Linked DNA regions of Mus musculus: regions 2 and 3 are each linked to region 1. The links are chromatin contacts, called in public Hi-C and HiCAR-type maps. All regions are on one chromosome and are shown on one strand. Each heading gives the region's core, a stretch centred on a gene start, on an enhancer-like site or on the middle of the called end of the contact. The rest is flanking DNA. Distances are from core to core; before and after follow the strand shown. Region 1 overlaps Rora (RAR-related orphan receptor alpha). Region 2 overlaps Rora (RAR-related orphan receptor alpha). Region 3 overlaps Rora (RAR-related orphan receptor alpha).

Region 1 (2,785 bases), core at 173-2,672:
TGTGTGTGTGTGTGTGTGTGTGTGTGTGTGTGTGTGAAAGAGAGAGGGACATAGAGACAAAGAGACATAGAGACAAAGACAGGGTCAGAGTCAGGGAGACAGAGAGACGGGGAGGAGGACGGGGAGAGAGGGAGATTAGAGCTGATCAGTAGCAACACTAGGGCAGTTTGTGTAGCTTTTTGCTTGTCAGATGGTTTCATTAGTATAAATCCCCAAGAGAGGGATTACTGAGTCAGGGTGAAGTGCATCTTCTGATTCCTGTTACAAAGCACGGGTGTTTCTTTAGTGAGGAATTATGCTGATTTACAGCCTAAGTCTCTCAGGTTCAGTGCAGCCTGACCAGCATCAAGAATATTAGTTTGTAAGACAAAAATGAAAAGACCCCTCTGAGGTTGCGTTAATTTTCATTTTTATTACTAGCTGGAATGAGCATTTCCTTACAAGTTCTCTCGTCTAGGGCCACTCATGAGCAATGTTTTAGGGCCACGTTTGTGGGACAGATGCAGAAAGGGAAACGTCTCTTCCCTTGGCTGGGAAGGTGGGTGGCAGCTGTGGAGGAGTGCCTACCGTCTCCATTGAAAGTGATTAAAGTGATTTCTGTGACAAGGAGTATCTGTACGGCCATCCTGCCAGTTAAAAACAAATAGATGACTGTCACTCTTGTGACCCAAAGAGACAGACCTTCAAAGTAAAGGACCCCGTTGAGGACACATTGTTATTATTTTTGTTGTCCTTATTGAAAGGTTTGGAAGGAGCTGGCGGGAGTCTTGGGCCGAGGTGCTTCCATCTTTCAGTCATCCCCAGGGAGGCTTCCGATGGCAAAGCCTGGCTGCAAAATGCATGACGGTGCCTGTCTTCAACCCTGGACTTCATCCATCTTGACTTTCCTAAGTCCCTAACCATTGGTCTTCCGAAGACTTGCAGAAGGGGTGCGGGTGGGGTGTTTCGATTTGGTTTGTTTTGAGATAGGGTCTCATGTAACTAAGGCTGGCTTCAAACCTGCTGTGTAGTCAAGGATGACCTTAAACGTCTGATCTCCTGCCTCTGGTCTCTTGGTATTATGACCACCACTCTGCCCTGTTCTATGTAATGCTGGGTATGGAACCCAGGGTTCCATACATGCTGGGCAAACATTCCACCAACTGAACTATTTTGCTAGAAGAGGGCTTGTTTTAAGGTTTAATAAAGTTGGGCCTGGAAGTCCCAGCTTGGTTCCCTCTGCTGGCTTCCCCTACTGTGCAAGGGAGGACTTGAAAACTGTGGAATGAAATAGGAAGCGCCTGGCTCTAGGCTCTCAAGACAGCAAGCTTTCTCTGTCTAGTTTCTTATCACAATGCTAATAAGGCCTTTCCTGCTCCTTTCTGTCCCTTCCCCCGCCAGGGAGGCAGGCAGCCAGAGCTTATATAACTGACTTGACACCAAGGCCAAGTCGCTGGCTTGCTCAGCCTACAGAGCTGTGGAAAGCTACTTTCGTTCTCCCTCCCTCCACTTGCCTGGGAGGAGCTCATGCTGACCCGAGTCACGAAATCCACTCCACTGGACTCTGTGGGCCTCTCCAAGCTGAAGAGACACCTTAGAAACACCGGGGAACTGGCCAGGCACAGTCCTGCCTCCTTTAGGCGGAGGGGAAATCAAGCCAAGGGCTCAGTAGGTGCCAATGAAGTCCTAGCTGAAGCAGACAAAACCTCAACTGCTTGTGTTTTCTCTCCCCCCCCCCGCCCCCCATGGGTGTGGTTTTAAAGATGCATGCAAGCCAGAAATGCTACCCTGGCTGCTGGGAGATGCAAGTCCAAGGGAGTCCCCAACCTCAAAGTTGACAGTTACAAACATGCTGCGTTCACACTCATCTGGAACAGTGCTGATCTAGGCGAAGAAAAAGCTGTGTTCACCTCTCCCGATTACACTCCATCACAACCAGCCAGCCTGAGAACCCCACATCCAGAGCAAACATCCCACCACACACACACTCACCCGCTTCACCACCAGATTGTCTATAACACCAGAGCATGGTGGGATGTAAATTCGGCCTGCTGAATCCAAAAGACCCAGCTGTCCTCTTTACTAGTTTTGTAACTTGTTTCTGTATATGCTTATGCATTGTGAATATGTATGTTTGCCACGGGGTGGGTGGTGGTTAATATGCACATACATGCAGGTGTGCATATGCATGGAGCCCAGAGGTTGATGTTATCAGAGTCTTCCTCAATCACTCTCTACTTTCTTTACTAAAGCAGGCCCCTTACTGAAGCTGGATCAGGCTGATCTAGCTCTAAGTTTTGGGGGATGGGGAAGACCATCCCCCAAAACTAACCTAACCCAATCAAGGCTCCCTAACCTTGAATTGACAGATGGCCCACCACTCCTGTCCGGCTTTGACGAGGGTGCTGGGGATCTAAACTGCCCCGGTCCTCTTGACTATGTGGGGAAATAGTTTACTCCCTGAGTCATTTTCCTAGCCCCCTAGTTTTATAACTTTTGAGAAGTGACTTAATCTTTCTCAGATTAAAGTGCTTCATCTGTGAAATGGTCACAATGAGAGAACCAAACTAATAAGACATTGGGGAAATTGGGGAATGTCCAGTGGGTTATAAAACAGAAAGCCTTTGCGGGATTGCATGACCTGTGTTAGATGCAAATCAAAAATCTCTATTTTTTTTTCTTCCTGTCTCTTAAACCTTTCTAACCTAGGCCAAGTGGCATCTGCCTTTAGGGACAACAACATCTGTCATCATTGTTAGCTGGCAGTTCCCTCAGCGAAGTCGCCTCGCTGAATTCAGACTATGTT
Region 2 (2,785 bases), core at 192-2,691, 210 kb after region 1:
TTTAGTCACAGTGCTCATGCCAGGCCAATCAACCCAATCCAACACGCTCTACTGGCCTCCTGTACTCATGTGCACATACCCCCCACACACATACACACACACACACACACACACACACACACACACACACAGACATGTACTTAAAAGTCAAATTTTAAACAATATATGTGTATTTGTGTGTGCGTGTTCTATTTGAGATTCTGGTGATTTTGGTCTGATGGCCTTGGTGGATCGCATGTGCTGGTAAATTGTAAGCTGCATAGATGATTCTGATTGAGAAATCGCTTAAGTTCAACACCTTTATTTGATGCATGAGTCATCTGGGCCCCCAGTTGCCACACGGTGTTGAGGAGTGGAAAGCCCCAGCCTGCGTGTGGAGGGAAGCGGATGAAGGCATGGGCTCTAGTCTGGATCTGCTGCATGGTAACTGGCAGGTTTTCTTCGCTTGCCTTCTTGCCCTGTTTGTAAAATTAGAAGGTTGTGATTGACAGCTGCCAAGGTCTTTTCCAGAGTTCATGTTTCTATAAGAAAAAAAAATGTTTCCGTTACAGTTGAAAGGTGGGCTGGGGTCTCTCGTTCAAGATGTAGGAAAGGCACACAGAAGCCTGCTGACTTCTTTACTCCCTGTCCCCAACTATAACTGCTTAAGATACTTCAGTCGGCTAACCAGCTCCTTTTGGAAGTGAAAATTCTAAGGTAGAAAGAGGTAATTACTAATGCCAGCTATTTAAATACATTTTAAAACAAGAAGGCTTTCATTAATATTAACAAATATGCCTAAACTTAGTTCTGGCAAATTACAGCCCTGCTTTATCAAGTTCTAGCCCAAAGCCTTTTCCATTTTTGATGGTTGAGTTGAAACCTAGGAGTGGGGTATTAACTGAAAAATGAAGACCACCAAACAGCCTAAACCACTGTATTCCACCGTGATTGTATTCCCAACGGCACACTAAAGCCCCAGATCCCTAAGAGATGTAGTACACCCCCCCATTTCTCCCCAGTGATTAGCAGGCAGAAATGCTGTGCCTCCTGGGCCACCTGCTTAAAAACAAACAAACAAACAAACAAAACAACAACAGCAAACAGAACCAGAAGGAAACATGGAGATCTGTCCCTACTTCATCTGAAGCCAGAAATCCAAAAGAACTTGAGTTTTATTACAATGTTGATCGAAGGAGAAGGGTCTGTTAGACACCAGTTTCCTGTGATGTAAGTGAGGGTTGGGGTGAGGGGATGATATTTGACATTTCCAGAAGTGATTAAACAAAGTTTGGAAAGAAAAATCTGATGGGAGTCAGCACGTGAAATTAGAGTTGTATCTTCAACAGCTCCTTTAAAGACTGAGCACATTGCCTGTTTCTGGTTGGGTAGAAATTTAAAGGGAAAGCCAGGCTTCTATCCAGCAGAATCGTCTTAACAGAAGTTTCCTGTTTCCACCACTGCAGAGAAACAAAGTTGTTACAATGAGTTAAGATGGTTCAAACTTTTGGCAGCCTCTCCGCAGGCCCCTGCCGCCGCCGCCAACTCTTTTACAGTTTCTGTGTCGTTTCAAATGGTTGCTTAGGAGAAATACTGACCAAACTCCTCCTTTTGACTACTAAAATGGCTCAGAGAGTTTCTCGGGATGTTTTTATTTGCTAGAAATTTGTTTTGCAGTTAAGCTTCTCTTGTTGAGGGAGTTTGGTTACCAGCCATCTGACGATGCCTCGCCTCGGGGTGTTTACAGAAAACGTGGGTGCTGCAATTACATTGGAGCACAGCCCTCCCCCACCACAGATAGCATAGTAATCAACAGGAATGGGAAAACATGTATTTAAGGATTTGATGCTTGTAAAAAAGGGGCTGTAAAGGAACATGGTTGTTCAGATGTGAGAAGTGACTGGCGGCTCTCCTTATAGGCATGCTAGTAACAATAAAGTCTCCAAGTTCAACATCAAAGTCATCACGGTTTACTCCACCAGTGACTTGCACATCAAAGGGGAGCTTAAGACAAAGGGAGGAATGCTTTACCTCATGGCCAGATCCTTTAGGGGAGTGGGGGGTGGGGGGATGTGGCTTGCAGTTCCTCACTTCCTAAGGCAGGGCAAATGAGAACCAATTTCCCTCCTACCACTTGCCATTTACTTAGGAAAGATTCCTCACAGGAGAGATCGGATCCTCTTCCTTCAGGCAGCAAACTCGGTACCAAGGTGGGCATCTCAAACTTCACCTAATATGCCACATGAAATCCCCCACCAAATAGGACAGTTTAAACTGGGTGAGCTTGTAGTTGGTTGGTGAATTACCCTTGACAACATAATTTGGGACCTCGGTTTGCAATCTCTCTTCTCTCCTCCTCCTCCTCCTCCTCCTCCTCCTCCTCCTCCTCCTCCTCCTCCTCCTCCTCCTCCTCTCCTTCTCTCTCTCTCTCACTCTCTCATTAACCTTGTGGGTGGAGTCTTGCTGAATCAGACATGTGGTACTTAACAGGTGTGTGTATGTGTGTGTGTGTGTGTGTGTGTGAGAGAGAGAGAGAGAGAGAGAGAGAATGAAATTTAGACCTGTTAAACCAGCTCTTAATTAATCACCGGGTCTATGTCCCTGTTCCCCAACTCATGTCATGTATATTCCAAAATGCTGAGCTTAGAACAAGAGTCAGGAGCTGAAGACACACACACACACCCCTTGAATATTACATTGAAAATAAAACCAGCCATGCAAGTATTAGGGATGGTTTGAAATGATACGCTCTTTCTCTCCCCCCACCCCCTTGCCTTTGAAATGTGAGATTCTTTTATAGTTGAGC
Region 3 (2,785 bases), core at 172-2,671, 150 kb before region 1:
GGAAGCTGAGAGATCACATCTTCAAGTGCAAATGCGAATCCAAGAAATTGAACTGGAAGTAGGGGGAGGATAGGAACTCTCAAAGTCCATCTCTAAAGACGGGCTTCCTCCAGCAAAGCTATATCCCACCTCCCCAAACAGTGCCCCCGCTGGGGCCCACGCCTTTAAATACTCACACCTCTGAGCACCAATTCTTCCATCCACAGCAGTTGGAATGCTGTCTTCCGCACTGCAATGCTCTTCTACACTGATTGAGACCATTACCGAGAAAATGCCAGGCTAGGTTTCTCCCCTCTATAGCCACTGTGTGAAGAAGAGAGTACCAGGTTTTCATTAAGGCAGAAGACCTGATAGATGTGTGGTTCTCTCTGTTTCTCCATCCTGGTGAGTTATGAAGAGACATACCCTGGTGCCAAGAGTGACACCAAGTCTCTCCATCAGAATAGCCCCTCAAGTTGCCTCACACCAGGCTGGGCTACACTGAGACCTTGTTCCAAGACTTTGTTCCAGTGAAGCAAGAACTGTTTGTAAGCAGCTAGAGGAGGTAGAGAGAATAATACTGCTTTGGGCATGGCTCTCCCCTTGACCCAGAGGGCTCCCTGGAGTGATGGATGCCAGGGTCGCCACATCAGATAGGCTTGGATCCTGCATAATTACATCTCTATGGAACTTTACAGAGCGACTCTGATTCTTCTCTCGCACACATTTCCTTGCGGCTGGTATTTCCTCGGTGACTCTCGAGGCTGAGTAGCCACAGAGCATGCATATTGTATGGGGAGGCTCTTCATCAGCAATGCCAACCTTGCTTTGTCCAACTCCAAGGGACTCGGGTTGCGAATCACTCTGTGATCACCTCACGCCATCCATAGCAGACAAGAGCAATCGTCCACAGAGGCAAAGATGAGTAACTTCTGGGAAGAGTGCATCCCTTAGTTCTCCAAGGGCTGCACTTTGAGGATCGCTGTGTGTGTAGTGTCTAGCAGTGCAGCCTACCCTGCTCCAGCAGGGGAGGATAAAGCTACCAGTTTGAGTCTGATGTTTTATTTATCTGTACTGGTAACTTTATGTAGGGTGTGTTTCTCTGTTTGGGCCTCAAGGCTGGTTGAGCAAAAGGCGGGAAACATTAATAAGTAATAGAGAGAGAGGGGCTGTCCATTTATAGTCTTTCAGAGATGACCTGGTTTCCATTCCAATGGGAGCGTTAGTGTTGTTTTAGAGTGATAGGCATCTGTGGATGCTTGCAGTGGTGCATTCGGGGATAACCAGGAGGGACACCTGCTTAGGCTATTTTTAGAATAAAAATTAAGAAACCTCAGGCAGCCCCAGGGGCCCTCCCCAGTTGGCAGTGCACACACTGTGAGCCCGAATAGTCCATTTTCCTGGGGTTGCGTGGGATCACTGTGTTCCTTTCTGTTCGCCTCCAGTGTCTGGTTATTATTAAACCACCCTTTGTGAGAGATTAACTCTGGCTTCCCTCCCAGTGAGGAGATGTCTACACAGAGCCAGAGTAGGCAGCCAATGGCAGGCACATGGGTTATTTGGTGTCGTACAGGAACAAACAACTGGTTGACAAGCCAGTTCTTCACTTTCTGATGGCTTCCCTTGGCATGGTAACAAGCTTCCGTAGCACATGGTATAAATGCTTCCCGAGCCTGCCTGCCTGCCTTCATTCATTCAGAAAGTATTTCCTAAGGGCCCCCTGTGGGATTTATTATTTCTAAAATGGGGATAATCGTGGTACCTATTGCATAGAATTATGTGGATTAAATGAGCTAATAATGTGTTAAGGATTTAGAACAGTGCCTGGCACGTAGTTAAGGCTTAGTCAAGTCAAGCTTGGCTGTGCAATTGAAGGGCTGATTTTTTTTTTGTTGTTGTTGTTCTAGGTGAGAAATGGACAGTGGAGCCAACAGTATAGAAAGAAAGATAGTTTCTGTGGTAAAGTAGGGAACTCAATTTTTATAGTGTGTGTGTGTGTGCGTGTGCGTGTGCGTGTGTTCAAATTAGTCTGGGAACCAGAGGTCATCCTTGGGTGTCACTCTCTAGGCAAACCTTACTTTTGAGACACTCACTAGCCTGGACTTGGTCTACAAGGCTACACTTGCTAACCAGCAGGCCCAAGGGATCCTACTTTTGGCCTCACCAGTGCTAAGATTACAAGCACTCTATCTAAGCACTTGCCTGGCTTTTAAATGTGGGTTCCGATGACCAAACTCCAGTTCTCATTGATTTTGCTGTGTGTGTTTGGGGATGGGGTGTTGTTGTTGTTGTTGTTTGTTTTGGTTTTTCAAGACAGGATTTCTCTGTGTAGCCTTGGCTGTCCTAGAACTCACTCTGTAGACCAGACTGGCCTCAAACTCAGAGATCTACTTGTCACTGCATCCATAATGCTGGGATTAAAGGCATGCGCCACCACTGTCAGGCTAATTCTCATGATTTTAAGGCAAGCCCTTGACTGACTGGCCCATCTCCCCAGTGTGAGGGATTCATTTTAATGGGGCCAAATCTATAGACAAGGGTGATGCTTCCTGATATCATGGTTCACAGAGTGAAATTCTTTGAGCGGTCATATCACCATCATCTGAGTGTGAAATATAAATTCTTTATCCTTGCCCAAGGGTTTCAAGTCAAATATTTCAGAGTTTGGGCCAGCAATTTGTGTTTGAATAAAGCCTCAGAGATTCTCCTTGCTAAGTTTGAAAAGAGCTGCCTAGTCTCTTGATGGCACTGGGAAAGAAAAAACTTGGACAATGTCTGCTTCATGACCTATACTGTATTTAACATC

The links. Hi-C and Micro-C count contacts between places; a contact is called where the count stands out from the background. HiCAR-type assays count read pairs that join an accessible place to other places.
Region 2: a contact with region 1 is called in a Hi-C map of uterus, with 1.7 times the contacts expected there. The contact joins two enhancer-like sites. A contact is called at or near these places in 6 of 484 Hi-C or Micro-C datasets (epidermal suprabasal cells, group 2 innate lymphoid cells, nephron progenitors and 1 more) and 15 of 115 datasets of contacts at active chromatin or transcription factors (the SCID.adh cell line, T-cell acute lymphoblastic leukemia, craniofacial prominence and 12 more).
Region 3: a contact with region 1 is called in a HiCAR-type map of fibro-adipogenic progenitors, with 2.6 times the contacts expected there. The contact joins two enhancer-like sites. A contact is called at or near these places in 2 of 484 Hi-C or Micro-C datasets (LSK cells and liver) and 1 of 115 datasets of contacts at active chromatin or transcription factors (fibro-adipogenic progenitors).

Annotation. Positions count from the first base shown.
Region 1 is chr9:69,090,884-69,093,668 of GRCm38.p6, forward strand. The region is part of intron 1 of Rora (RAR-related orphan receptor alpha); the gene reads left to right. Among named protein-coding and RNA genes, the nearest start is that of Gm46153, 210 kb to the right of the region's middle. Within about 2 kb of position 1,423, at least 111 of the 459 cell types and tissues checked have an H3K27ac peak or open chromatin away from gene starts, as enhancers often do. A contact at or near this core is called in the SCID.adh cell line, fibro-adipogenic progenitors, group 2 innate lymphoid cells and 1 more, where this site is marked.
Region 2 is chr9:69,300,135-69,302,919 of GRCm38.p6, forward strand. All of the region lies in intron 2 of Rora (RAR-related orphan receptor alpha), which reads left to right. Gm46153 (a long non-coding RNA gene) reads right to left here. Exons shown (of 2, transcript XR_001779364.2): 2 at 286-521. Among named protein-coding and RNA genes, the nearest start is that of Gm46153, 4.0 kb to the right of the region's middle. Within about 2 kb of position 1,442, at least 66 of the 459 cell types and tissues checked have an H3K27ac peak or open chromatin away from gene starts, as enhancers often do. A contact at or near this core is called in the SCID.adh cell line, group 2 innate lymphoid cells and uterus, where this site is marked.
Region 3 is chr9:68,939,785-68,942,569 of GRCm38.p6, forward strand. The region is part of intron 1 of Rora (RAR-related orphan receptor alpha); the gene reads left to right. Among named protein-coding and RNA genes, the nearest start is that of Gm31262, 120 kb to the left of the region's middle. Within about 2 kb of position 1,422, at least 55 of the 459 cell types and tissues checked have an H3K27ac peak or open chromatin away from gene starts, as enhancers often do. A contact at or near this core is called in fibro-adipogenic progenitors, where this site is marked.